Regions from separate parts of the Mus musculus genome. Here all the other regions are linked to region 1. A link is a contact called in public Hi-C and HiChIP or PLAC-seq data. All regions are on one chromosome and are shown on one strand. The core of a region is the stretch at or near the end of the contact, and the rest is flanking DNA. Distances in the headings are between cores, read along the strand shown.

Region 1 (4,461 bases), core at 425-2,924:
TCTGCTTTGGTATGTTAAATATGCACCTCAGTGCCTTGTAACTAAACAATGTTAACCAATAGAACAAATCAAAGACCCAAACAGGAGCACACATAGCTTCTGCTGCTTGGTATCAAACCAAGACACCAAGAACGGAAGCTGAGGAAAAGAAAGAATCTTCAACAAATGGTTCTGGAAAAAGTGGATGCTCACATGCAGAAGAATGAAACTAGACCTGTATGTATTGCCCAACTAACTCCAAATGGATCAAAGACCTATACATGAAACCTAAAGCTGAAATTGTTAAAAGAAAGCATAGATAGGTGGTATAGGTTTAAGAAAGGACTTTCTGAGTAGGACTCTGCTTGCTAAGAATTAAAGCCAACAATTTATTGTGCCTGAGCTGGGTGTGGTGGCATAAACCTTTAATCCCAGTATTTAGGAGGTAGAGGTAGATGGATCTCTGATTTCAAGGCTACCTGGTTAATGGAGTGAGTTTCAAGATAGCTAGGGCTACACACACACACACACACACACACACACACACACACACACACCTGAAATGTAGTATATAAGCACTATGGGATATTTAGGTGTAAACAAAAGTGAAATCATGAACTTTGCAGGTAAATGAGTAGAACAAAAAAGATCACATTGAGTGAGGTAACCCAGCCCAGAGAAGCAAACACAGCATGTTCTCTTGTATTCAAGGCTCCCAGATCCAAATCGTCAGATGCAAGCACACAGCCTAAAGTAACTATGTAGTACACTGCCCCTAATTACTACAGAGACCAGGAAAGTAAAATGAGAACATTGCCAGGATAGAAGGGTTAAGGAGCAGTGGAGAGGGTTGATTGGATCTACAGAGATAAAACTGGCTGATACAGAGAGCTGTATAATATGATTATAACGGAAGTTTAAACATAGAAGACTGAACTAAATCTCTTTATCTTCCAGCAAAAGAAAATATCTTAAGTTTGAATGAAAGTAGTCTAAGTTTGACTCAAATTTTGAAAATTAGAACCACTAAAAGAAAAGACTAACAATAGAAAACTGATTTTTGAGTATATATCACCTTACAGGAAAAAAATACACATAATTTTAATCTTAGGAAAAGGTAATTCACCTCACATAAATAGAAAAAACACAAGCCAATGCACTACTGAGACAGCATTTCACATCTGCTAGGATGACAAACATAAAAACTATTGATGAAAAGCCACACTGAGCCAAAGGAACAGATGCTGGCGGCACTGTGACAGAGAACAACTGGACAATACCAAGCAAAATCACACTGTTTACTCACGGTCCTAAAATCATACTTCCAAGAACCTAGCTTACAGATCTACTTGTAAAAATATGAAAATATGTAGGTGGGGTGTTTATTCACTGCAGCAAAAGACCAAAAATAACTCACACGTAAACTTACAGGAAACCGGTGGAGCGTACCATGGGCACCCTGAAACGGTAAGAGCCTAAGGGAATCTGGGAGTGGTTGTTATTCTCCTGACTGTATTTATTTTAAAACTGTTGTAATGAAATCATAAGTACTGCATATAATCTCTCCCCAGGGAGATCACCCTCAGAGAAAGTTATGTTCTTATTCATTGACACAAAGATCTGAAGAGTGGCCTGAGCCTCTCACCAGCGTGGGACAGCCCTCTATTGAGAAAGCTCTGAGGGTTTCTAAGTCTAAAAGTCATTGCGGTAAGACTTCTGCCTGGCCCCTTTACAGAGAAATATTTTGTTACCATCGCAATGCTTTCCCACTTTTCAAATGTCTGACTCTGGCTGCCCTTCAGACTTGAGTTGGCTGCATCCACCAGAACTGCTGCAGTCCCTGGCAGCCTGAAGCAACTGCAGAGAAATGCCTGTGTTCTGATTATCTCTCTTTTCAGAATTGCAAAAGCCCAAGGTCGTTTGTTTGTTTGTTTCTTTGTTTGTTTGTTTGTTTCTCGCTGCTCTGGGCTAATAGCTAGCACCACGTGGGGAAGTTGAGTAATTCCAAGAGCTGTTCAGTTTCTTCATTCATCTCAAACATAGCTCCATCCCCCAGCACTGGAAAGTAATCATAACCTCCCATCCAAAAAATTTTAATGAAAGCATGCATTCACAACTATTCATGTGAGTGGGTATATAAACTGTGGTACATTGATAGAATGAAATATTATTCAGTTCTAAAAAGCAATGAGATATGAGAAGGTATGAGAGAAATGCAAATGTATGTCAGTGAATAAAAAAAAAAGAATTAGGAATGTAGCATTCTTGAAAACATAAATCCGTGGAGACAAGAAAAAAATCAGGAGCTGGGATGTGACTTAGTCATAGGGCATTTGTCCAGCACCATGTGAGATCCTGGACTGAATTCCTAATGTTAGAAAAAGATGAAAAGGTGAGAGAGAAAGAAGGAAGCAGGACAAGGAGGGAGAGAGGGAAAGGAGGGAGAGGAAAGCTCAATGGTTGCTGTGGGTTAATGGGAAGGAAGGGTGAATTGGAGGATCAGAGAAGTGTCAGCAGAGAAAGACAATTAAATATTGTAAGGATAAGTACTTCCCATCATACATTAGTTCAAATCCATGGAGTGCGCACCAAGAGTGAAACCTAAGCACAGAGATTTTAAGTGATAATAAGGCAAAAGCAAGTGATTACCTATGATTACCTATACTCTGATTGAGGTAGGGCAATGCACACAGGGGCAAAGGGTACATAGGGATATTGCACCTTTCTTTCAATTTCACTACAAATATAAAACTACTCTAAAATGTATTTGTTAAAAACAATAGTTTGCACTGATAAATAATATTAGAGAAACTGAAAGGTGTTATTAATATATTGAAGGTTAAGTTACCTAAAAATAGCATGTAGTTGTATCACCAGTTCCTACAAAGACATCCATGGCTCATAGTCCATCAGAATAACAAACACTTCAGATTGTGCTTCCACACACTCCCTGACCACACCCCAGTCCTAGGAATCAAACTCAGAGCCTTTCATTGGCAGCCAACTAATCTACCACTGACCATGTCTCCAGGTCTCATTTTCTACTTCCTAAAGCTTCGTTTCCTTCCTGAGCTCAAGAGAAGCAAAATGCCGCAGCACTTCCCGCATGCTGCAGGAATTTTCTGTCTACTCAAAAATAAAACTGGCACTATCTGACTCTGTCTGTACTTGTATACATTAAAGATATACAAACAGACTCGGGCAACATGATAAGACCTGCTTTCTTTCTACCCAAGGGCAGCACTTGCCACACTCAATTCTGTAGAACTTGGGCAGCAGGCCTCCTTATTGACCACTTTCCTGTCTTTTTCATTGATCCAAATTTCCTAGCGGTTGGCTGCTTCAAGGGATCAAGCCTCAGGTCTTCTTCATACCCTATCCTCTAAACCTCAAACTCTTATACTCCATCTAACTTGGAAAATCTAGAAGAGATCAATGAATTTCTCCAGATGAATGTAACATGAGAAAATTAAACCTAGAGTAACCAAAAATATTAAACATATTCATAACCAGCAACAAGCTTAAAACAGTAGTTAAAAAGTCTCCCAACAATAAAAGCCCAGGACCAGGTGGATCCACTGCAGAATTTTATTAGCATTTCAATGAAGCACTAACACCAGTATTATTCAAAAAATTCCACAAAATGGAAAAAAGAGGAAGACTTTTAAACTCCATTCATGAATTCAGTATTACTCTGGTACTAAAACCAGATAAAGACACAGCAAATAAAGAAAATTACAGACTGCTCTGCCAGATGAACACAGATACAAAAAGTTTCAATAAAATGCAAACCTAGCTCAAGATCACATCAAAGAGACCATTCATCAAGACCAAGAAAAATGCAGGAATGGTTAAGTATATTTAATTTATCACATAAATGGATGCAAAAACATAAATCACACCATTATCTAAATAGATACACAGGAAGACTTTGAGAAAAATTTCACATTCCTTCATGACAAAAGTTGTGGAGACACCAGGGACAGAGGAAACATGCTTCTACATAATAAGGGTTATATAAGACAAACATATAGCTAATATCATGATAGAAGACAAACTCAAAACACTGTCAACAAAATAAAGAACAAGAGGGCTGGAGAGATGGCTCAGAGGTTAGGAGCACTAGCTGCTCTTCCAGAGGTCCTGAGTTCAATTCCCAGCAACATGGTGGCTCGTGATCATCTATAATGAGATCTGGTGCCCTCTTCTGGCCTGCAGGCATACATGCAGGCAGAACACTGTATACATAATAAATAAATACATCTTTTAAAAAAATAAAGAACAAGATGCCCACTCTGTCTACTGATATCCAATAAAGTGCATGAAGTCTTAGCCTGAGCGATGTGACAAGAGAAGCAAATAAAAGGCCTATATACATATAGAAAAGGAAGTTGAAATGGTGTCCCTATTTAAAAAGTGTCCTATTTATAGAGTGTCGCCAGGTTATAAAGTCTATCTAGAAAAGACAATAAGGATTCCAAC
Region 2 (4,537 bases), core at 1,775-4,274, 90 kb after region 1:
GCCAGCCAGGGCTAGGTAGTGAGATTGGCTCTAAATAAGGAAATAAGTAAAAACAGTAGCATATGCACCATCTCCAAGGGATGCTTATTTTCTGCTGGGTCAGAGGGAGCTACTGTGAAAAACCTGAGGAGTCACTGAAGTGTGGAGTCTCCATACTGGCGGGTCCTAGAGCTCTCTCAGCATGCCTCATGATGCTCCCTTATATCTTTCCTTGGTCTTTACCTCAGAGTTCTTTCTTAGTTCCATCATCTCCTTGTTTCCAGCTGTGTGTTTTGCTGTGAGGAATTCTTTATTCTTGGTGGCAAGTTCCAGTCTGTAAGAAAAGATTGCTTCTGTCTCAGAGGTTCCTGTATGTTTTACAGGCTATGATACCCTATAATGTCCCCATTCCACCTAGGAGAGTCTTCTGGATTTGGACAGGGTACATCCTTGAGCTTGTCTGCTTCTCAGTGAGTTATGGTTGGCATGAGCCTATTGTTGTAAAGATAACTTACAAGTATTTATGTGCTTTAATAAATACCATGACAGAAATTCTTGCCATGACTTCCTCTAGGCAGGATGGAAGACTGTGAGTTCTGCCTGATGATACAATTCCAGACCCTTTTAACAGGTCCAGGTTGGGGCTCAGTGTGTCAAGGTTCTTGTCAGTACACCTGATGACCAGAATGTGACCCTTGGGATACCGTGGAAGGGGAGAGTTTACTCCTGCAGTTTGTATTGACCTTTACATGCACATTGTGGCACATCCATGCCCCTCTCCCCATATAAATAAATAAAACGTATTAAAACCAGGTTTGAAAGCACAGCTTACTGGGCTTGTTAGTGTCAGAGGTCTGGGTACCACTCCTGCACTGCCTGCCATGAATAGTGATGCTGTAGGTAGCAGGGAGGATGCAGAGTGACTGCCATTTAGCACTCATGGAATTTACTGTGTTTTCCCACACTCTCCTCTCCCTCACTTCGATGCTTACCACTGGACTTTCATAGATTCAGAATGACGTCATCCCTTGTCTGTTCCTGTGGTTGGAACTGCTTACTCTGTGTGTACCATTTGGTACGAACACATCCCAAAGATTTTGTGGCTATTAAAGGCAGTGACGAGGAAAACCCTATTGGACCCACGATTTGAGGTTTGTTTGGCTACGGCTTGCTTTTGCCAGCCATCCATCAAGGAGAACTTTTAGCGTTTTCAGAACAGTCAGTGTATCCAGACCCCTACAGGCATCACTATGTTTTGAAAGCAAGTACACAAAAATCATTTCCTAGAATATCTCAGATGTAAAAAATGACGTAAGAGACAGGTAAAAGCATCGGACCATGCCTGGCCTCAGACTGGATGCAGTGTATAGGCTGAGCATTGCAGCCACCTCCAGTTCCTTTGTGGGTGGTGGCGGTGGTGGTAGGAAGCTTCTCTGAGCTTGGGGACTTCTGCTGTGGTACCTATCCGCAGCAACTCCATTGCCTATTATAGCAAACAGCTGCACTATGAAGTGACTAGGATCCAGGTTTTTGGATTATCTGGCAGCAGATCACACAGAAAGGTTTGGGGTGTGGAAGATCTTTGAGGATTCCTTTCCTTCTGTTACCATTTCTTCCCTCACATTGCTGTGCACTGTAGAGGATGATAAGGGAACGCTCAGCAGTGTTCTCTCATCTTATGATCGGATTTTTCTATTTGTGTGCCTTGGGACTTGAACTGAGGGCCAGGCAGATGCTAAGCACTCTGCCAAATTGTGACTTTGTTACAGTCCCTTTGGATAATGCTGACTTTTAAGGCAAGTCCCCAAAATAAATGCCACTCTTTTGGGTGTTATAAAAAAGGAAGAAACAACCTTGGGATTAATTTCTTCTGCTCAGACAGTTTGTCAGGCTTGTCTTGACTGAAGTGTTTGTATTCCCCAGCGTGGGCAATCACAAGACAGCTTGCCTTGGTGGAGAAGCTCAACTTCCCCTTTGGATGATCAGCCCTGTTATTATCACCTGGGTGGCTGTAGTGCAGAGGTGAAACTGAGAGGAAATCCCACAGGAAAGGGGGCCATCTGGTTTTTCATTTTTTCTTTCTTCTTTCTTCTCTTTTCTTTCTGTATCTCATTGGTCCTATATTTGGGGTCTTTGGCAGGAAGCCTTCTTTAGTTACATGGTGTCATTCCTAGGATTACAGAAGGAGTGTGGTATGGAGGCCCCTCCTGGCCAGCTTTCCTTGCTGGGAAACCTACTCTCAGGCACAAACTGCACATATGGAATGAGAAGGACTCTGGAGTTTTCCCCAGTAGAAAATGAAAATGAAATAAAAATGAAGCAGTTAAAGCACAAATATAATTTATGTATTACTTTAAATGGGCTTTATTGCACAGACACACAAAAAAGGAAAAGTCATTCTTGTATAAATGTCCTACATGTTCATTCTTAAAAGCTCACAGCAACTTTCTGATGAAGTGCATGGGTTTCGTCAGTTAATCTTTGACACGTCGTGTGAGTTTTTTCTTTGGTTTTTAAAAGGAAATGCATTCCTGAGGAAAATAAGAACAAAAAGCATGCTTTCCATTCCCCGACCCCCACCAAATCTCTCTGAAGCATCACCTCCTAGGCACGAGCTCTCTCCCAGGCCCATCTCTCTGGCTCTTTTCCACCTGGTATCTTCTGGACCCTTTCCCTCCTTACATTGACTTTTTCTTATTCTTCTCTGTCCACACCATCCACCAAGCAGCCTGGAAGCGACTGCAGAGTATAGAGGAAACTGTAGCCATCCAGAGCCCCCTTCCCAAGGCTGCCTACCTAGAGCCTTATGGTCTCTTATTCCTACTGTGTTTTACTGTCCAACTGGAGAGTTTCATGTCCTCACAGTTATGTTGGGGATCCTTTCTAAGCCTGGGAAAGTCTGTTGTGACTTGAGTACTGAGGTGAAGCTCAGCCTTCTACATTCAGGAAGTTCTGCAAATTTCCCTCAAAGTGGCACAGTATTTGTCATGTAACTGGAGTAGAGATTCTGGCTGGTAACCTAGTGGGTGAGAGCGGTGATGTAATAGCATGTAGTGGTCACGTATGTGGACTGTCTTCCCACCTGGGAACTGAGCTCAACTGGAGGACAGCTGTGGGTTGTGCTGAAGCAATCGCTTAAGCTGTCTGCCACAGTGATGTAAGCAAAGGCCACATGAGAATGGGCCTTAGGACTGGAGAACACTTTTAATATGCAGGAAGGCTTCCTGTTACTGTCATTTGCAGAATTAAGAGCTGTGATTATTGTTCATGGGGACAAAGCTCGATTAGAAGGAACATCTTCTCAGACCACTGATGTGTTTGTCATATGTGAGAGTAAGATGTTATACTTACTCTACATGTTCTTTTCCTTTAAAAAATTTAATAATGTTCCACCATGGGGCAGTGTCTTCTGTATGCTGTTTGTATCAGGGGCTTCTTCTTACGATTATGATAAGTTGATTGGGGAAACTGTTTTGGAAAATGTTCATTGCTTCTAGTTCCAAGTTCTCATCTCCCCAAAATCTAGGGAGATTGTAGAGATTACAGGGATGCTCTTCTAGCTTTTTTTTTTTTTTTTGTTTTTTGAGACAGGGTTTCTTTGTGTAGCCCTGGCTGACCTGGATCTCACTTTGTAGACCAAGCTGGCCTTGAACTCAGAAATCCTCCTGCTTCTGCCTCCAAAGTGCTGGGATTAAAGGCATGCGCCACCACTGCCTGGCTCCTCCTACCTTTTGCTTTCCTAGTTTTTTCTGGACTTTGTTCCATTATGTAGTCCAGGTGGGTCTAGAACTTGCAATGTAGCTCAGACTAATCTTAAGTGCAAGACCTACCTTCCTCAGCTCCTGAGTGCTGGGATTGTAGATATGAGCGGTCACACTATGAGTGTGTCCCTTCTCTCTCTTTTTAAAGTGAATGTAGGTCCTTGTTCGAATGGAGCATACTGTGAAATGTCCAATAATCTTCACATATTAATGAATTTGATCTTATTTGGCCTTCAATTTTTAAGCTTGGAGTCAGTGTTTTTCTTTTAAGGCCGATGTTTCTCAGTATCTGTAGGGTTTGTTTCAGGGCCCCTGATTTCAACTTTAGGTACCCAAATCTACATGCTGAAGTTTCATATGTGTATATTAAATTATTCCTGGAAGACTTATAGCAATAGCTAATGCAATATGGTGTAATATCAGGTTAAAGTTGGGTCCTGGGAAACTGCATTAACACAGTGCCCTCCAGCAGGCATCAGCCACGTCTCCTCAAAGTGTACAGTATAGATATAGGTAAGTTCTGCTAATGGTTCATTTTAGGCACAGTGACCTTCAAGATGTGCACGACCAGATCTTTAGAAGATGCGAGTCTATTGGTTTGCATGGCAGAGCGAAGGAAGGCGTTAATGTGATAACCATCTGTAGGGAGGTTGTTTTGGATAATGTGGATAGGACAGTGTGATCGCAATCATTCTTAAAACACTGAAGAGAAAGACAGTGAGATGCCAGCTCAAGGAGGGACCTGGCACTGCTGCTGGTTTCGAAGATGGGGTGCACATTAGAACAGAGGTGTTCTG
Region 3 (4,447 bases), core at 288-2,787, 120 kb after region 1:
TCTATTCTTATTCCTAGGAAGATACAGCCTTCCTCTCTACCTCCTTACTCTGTACCTAGCCTCAGTGATTATATGGTTTGTAATTTATCAATGACTTAACAACTAGCATCCACATATAGGAGGATGCATACTATATTTGTCTTTCTGGGTCTAGGTTAGCTCACTCAGGATGATTTTTCTAGTAACATGTATTTACCCATGAATTTCATGATTTCATTTTTAAACAGTGAGTGTAATAGTCCCTTGTGTAAATGTATCTCATTTTCTTTATCCTTTCATCTATTGATGGACATCTAGTTTTCTTCTAGTTTCTAGCTATTATGAGGAGAGCCACAAAAAAACAAAACAAAACAAAAAGTTAAAAAAAAAAAAAAAACAAAAACCAAAAGGAAACCATGGTTGAGCAAGTGTTTTTTGCAACAGAATGAAAGTTCCTTTGAGTATATACTCAAGAGTAGTATGGCTGGATCTTGAGGTAAACCCTTTCCCAGCTTCCAGAGGAACCTCCAGCCTGAGTTCCCTAGTTGCTGTACAAGTTTGGATGAATACTCTCCTTACTCTACATTGCTGCCTGCATGACTTGCTATTTCTTATATTGATCTTGGCCATTCTGTCTGATGTGAGATGAAATCTCAAAAGTGTTTTGATTTACACTTCCCTGATGACCAACGATGTTAACCATTTCTTTAAGGGTTTCTCAGTCATTTGAATTTCTCCTTTTGAGATTTCTGTTTAGATCTATACACTATTTTTAAATTTGGTTGTTTTCTTGATGTTCAGGTTTTTTTTTTTTTGAGTTCTTTATATATTTTGGATATTGATCCTCTGTAGAAGGTGGAGTTGGTAAAAAATGTGTAGCCTGTACCTTTGAATGGTGGTGTCCTTTGGTGTACGTAGCTTTTTAGTTTCACTAACACATTAACTGTTGATCTGAGTACATATGCGAATGGAATTCTGTTCAGGAAGTCTTTTCTTGTGCTAATGACTTCAAGACTATTGTACATTTTGGTCCTCTGGAACCTAAGTGCTGCCAACTCTTTCAACATAGACTAAGCAACATAGAAACTCACCCGTTAAGTCTTAACAGAAAATGTCCAGCGGAATGGAGGAGAAAGGCAGCTTGTGTCTTGCCAAGAGAAAGTGATGCCTCATATGAAGGTATGAATGATACTCTTGGCTCATATCCCAGCTTCTAGACCGCAGGGCCCAGCACTGCTCAGTCATCTCTGCTCATTTTCACTTTCGGTCTGGAGGAGCTAGGAGTAGAGACACCTGCTGACGTGTTTCAGCTGCCAGATCTAAGGGTTTTTACAGCTCTAGTTATGGGCAGCATAGCTGAGGTCTCCTACACACATATTTTAGACTACTAAAATCAAGAATTACACATTCTGGAACTTAAACCTGAATTTATTTTCTCAGTCCTGGAGACTGGACGTTAGGGGTCAAGGTAGGGTTGGCTAGGGCTTGGTAGGGTTGGCTCCATCTGAGCTGCTCTCTTCAGTTTGTGGGTAGCCATTTCTTTAGTCTTCACTGGTTCTTTCCTCTGTGACCTCATCTCCTGTCTTTATAAGGAGACAGTCACAATGGGTCAGGGCCTACTCTAACACTCCATTTTAACTCACATCTTCAAAGGCTTGTTCCATGTATACAGTCATATTTGGTAGTTCTGCATAGGACTTTGAAAGAGGCACAATTCAACCATCAGTGTATTTTCAGAGGGAACTTTACTCCATGTGCAGTGTCAGTCACATTGGTCATCTCCATGAGCTCATTCAAGCTCACTCTGCTCCCAGAGGTGGAAAGTGCCTTTTCTTGATGAATTTCCGGCCGGAAAAATCAGCAATAGTAGAAGAGAACCTTGGCTCAGTAATATATGGCTCCATTCTTCCAGAAAGCTGACTGTCTGTGTATTAATGTGCTAATTACTAAAATCTGGGAATGACAGGGCATCATAAGGAGCCAGAATCTGTGATGGAACAATATTCAGAACTTGTGCTACATGGATTTATTTGTTTGTTTGTTTTTAGAGATGTGTTAAATGTCAAGCTATTAGTTGCCAAGACAGAAGAATCTTTTTCCTCAAGTTTTTTGTTTTTTTTTTTTCTTTTTTTTTTTTTTCTGTAGAAATAGTGAAAGAACACCTTTCAACCCCTGGCTAGAATATACTTTTTATTATAGGATTTCCTTGAGGGAAGACTAATTTCCACTGGAAGAGATATCTTGTGTTTCCCAAGTTGGTGTTTGTTTTACATTACAAAAAGAGCCGGGCCTTGGTTTGCTTTGTTCCCACAGTTAATGAAAAAATAGCAAGCACAGATCTGCTGAGAGTCCGTTTAGAAGCCTGACCTTGTGTTGGAGGTGGGCAGGGTGCTGCTGGACTGGAGGAGTGGGGCACATCTATGGCTTGGGCCCCTGCTTTTCTGCCGCATTATAAGCCTGTATTTCTAAGACTGCATCTGTGAAATAACTGCATCAGAAAGCATGAGCACTGTTTTAAGCAAAGGGAACAATTTTCCTCTGATTGCACTGTCCACCCAATGTCCTCAGTTAACTGTGGCACGAGCACTGGGAAAGGTTTAGTTCTGACCTCTCTCCACTCTCCTGGGCTGGGTCTTGACTGACAGCGTTTTATTAGTGGTCTAGTCACTTCCCGATCAAGCTCAGTCCTGCCTCTGAAGTCTCTCTGACCCTGTGTGTTCAGGTACACGTTCCCTGAAATGGTGGCCACTGTTTACCTGTACACACGAGCTACTGCTAGTGCAATCAGAACGTGATCCTCACCAGGACCCAGCAGGCTTATTGAGTCCATGTAGCAGGACTCAATGAGCCTGCTCTTGCTCCTTCGCCTGCTTGCTGCGTGAGACTGAGTATCTGCTAGACTTCCATTCACAGCTGCGACTGAACCATTGTTGGGAATTGGGCTGCCAACTGTAAGTCATCAATAAATTCCTTTACTATTTAGAGACTATCCATAAATTCTGTGACTCTAGAGAAACCTGACTAATACAGAGTAATAGTAGAATAGACCTTTTGACCCACTATTGTGAGGTAGGTCATGTCCTAAGATTTCCCTGGGTTCTAAAGGGTCCATGCTTGAAGCACTGTGTGGTTGCTTCTTTGTCTTCCGAGCGAGGATCTAGGTTTAGAGAGGTCTCACTTTTTAGTCACACAGCAAGCCCAGCATTGAGGCTCCAGAGACTGTCTACCTCATGTGCCTTCTGCTTCCTACCTGCGTTATTTCATACACACACACACACGCTGTGTCTGGCCTGTCCTGCAGTTTGAACACAAAAGCTTGGCTCCTTCCGTTGCCTTCCCAAGCTGCTACATTACGCTGTGTAGTCTCAGTCTCTGCAGTCCATGCTTTGCAGCAGCAGCTGCCAGGATGTCATTCCTAAATAATAGCTCTGACCTTGGAACTCTGGCTCAAGAATTTCACTAGAAAGACACACTTTGAGCTCTCTGGTGAAATAGAGGAATGGATCCCTAGACCAGAGCAAATGGCAGGTTATTTGATTACCGTGCACAAAGAAAACAGCCTAAGGAGAACCTATGCGTGCCGAGAATCCAGGAAGAGCAAAATGTCTATGCATATACATATCTTTACACACAATACTACACTATGGGGCTCACTTAGGGGCCGTTGGTTTGAAAGGGAGTCTGCACTAAATTGGAATATTGACAAAACCCTTGCTAGATTATTTCTGAAATACTTTTCTTTGGTTGATGCATTGTGACTTGATGCCTCACTAAGTGACAGCTCTGATCCCCAACCTAGCTGTTCTCCTAGTGGTTTGGCAGAGGCATTGTGACCCTTTGCAGTTAAGCACACAGAGTGAGCTCCAGGATTGCAGGATAATGAATGGAGCCTGAGCTCCAGGAGTCTGCTTCCGTGACAGATGTGGAAGCTGGGCTTCCTTCCTAACACACATGGGACGGGGTCCATAAGGAGACCTTTTGAGGTTGAAGGGGATTGGATGGTTGAGGTGCTCCATATGACCTGTGCACAGCACAATACATATTCAGGAAAGGTAAATGTAGCTGTCATTTGGACAGAGTAGGATGAGAAGTAGCTGCTCTGCTATAGAAAGACCTATAGTGTACGAGAGCCCACACTGAACAATGGTATGCATTGGGGCTCTTCAGACTTTATGGTGATGTGGCTGTGGTTTGGAGAAAGCGATGGCCCCTGCTGTGCATTTTATTCCCCCCTTTCGTCTCTCTTGCTAGCCTGAGAAGTTGACAGAGCAGGGCTGGTGTGGGGGGAGAGTGGGAGGAGGATAGGAGCATCTAGAAGTAGGCTAAAGTGGCCCATGTCTACATATAGCTCTAAAAGGTTTCTTCCCTCTCTCAGATTCTTGAGCACTTTAGAAGGTAGTCCTGTAGTAGACACTGAAAAAACAAAAATCAAAGGCCAAACTCTTTTTGCTTGAGGTAAGAAACCTGA

Evidence for each region. A called contact is a pair of places that touch in the nucleus more often than the background predicts. HiChIP or PLAC-seq counts read pairs in DNA pulled down with a chosen protein or histone mark.
Region 2: a Hi-C map of hematopoietic stem cells shows a contact between it and region 1, with 6 times the contacts expected there. The contact joins two enhancer-like sites. A contact is called at or near these places in 2 of 15 datasets of contacts at CTCF or cohesin (CD8 T cells and the NIH/3T3 cell line), 2 of 484 Hi-C or Micro-C datasets (cerebral cortex and hematopoietic stem cells) and 2 of 115 datasets of contacts at active chromatin or transcription factors (CD8 T cells and fibro-adipogenic progenitors).
Region 3: a contact with region 1 is called in a BATF HiChIP or PLAC-seq map of CD8 T cells, with 8 read pairs. The contact joins two enhancer-like sites. A contact is called at or near these places in 2 of 15 datasets of contacts at CTCF or cohesin (CD8 T cells and the NIH/3T3 cell line), 8 of 484 Hi-C or Micro-C datasets (the HL-1 cell line, embryonic fibroblasts, embryonic stem cells and 4 more) and 3 of 115 datasets of contacts at active chromatin or transcription factors (the 230-238 cell line, CD8 T cells and fibro-adipogenic progenitors).

The regions. Positions count from the first base shown.
Region 1 is chr7:58,625,272-58,629,732 of GRCm38.p6, forward strand. No RefSeq gene overlaps it. Among named protein-coding and RNA genes, the nearest start is that of Atp10a, 31 kb to the right of the region's middle. Within about 2 kb of position 1,675, at least 107 of the 459 cell types and tissues checked have an H3K27ac peak or open chromatin away from gene starts, as enhancers often do. A contact at or near this core is called in CD8 T cells, granulocyte-monocyte progenitors, hematopoietic stem cells and 2 more, where this site is marked.
Region 2 is chr7:58,713,782-58,718,318 of GRCm38.p6, forward strand. All of the region lies in intron 1 of Atp10a (ATPase, class V, type 10A), which reads left to right. All of the region lies in intron 2 of Gm39019 (a long non-coding RNA gene), which reads right to left. Among named protein-coding and RNA genes, the nearest start is that of Gm39019, 15 kb to the right of the region's middle. Within about 2 kb of position 3,025, at least 20 of the 459 cell types and tissues checked have an H3K27ac peak or open chromatin away from gene starts, as enhancers often do. A contact at or near this core is called in hematopoietic stem cells, where this site is marked.
Region 3 is chr7:58,748,909-58,753,355 of GRCm38.p6, forward strand. The region is part of intron 2 of Atp10a (ATPase, class V, type 10A); the gene reads left to right. Among named protein-coding and RNA genes, the nearest start is that of Gm39019, 20 kb to the left of the region's middle. Within about 2 kb of position 1,538, at least 98 of the 459 cell types and tissues checked have an H3K27ac peak or open chromatin away from gene starts, as enhancers often do. A contact at or near this core is called in CD8 T cells, granulocyte-monocyte progenitors, muscle stem cells and 1 more, where this site is marked.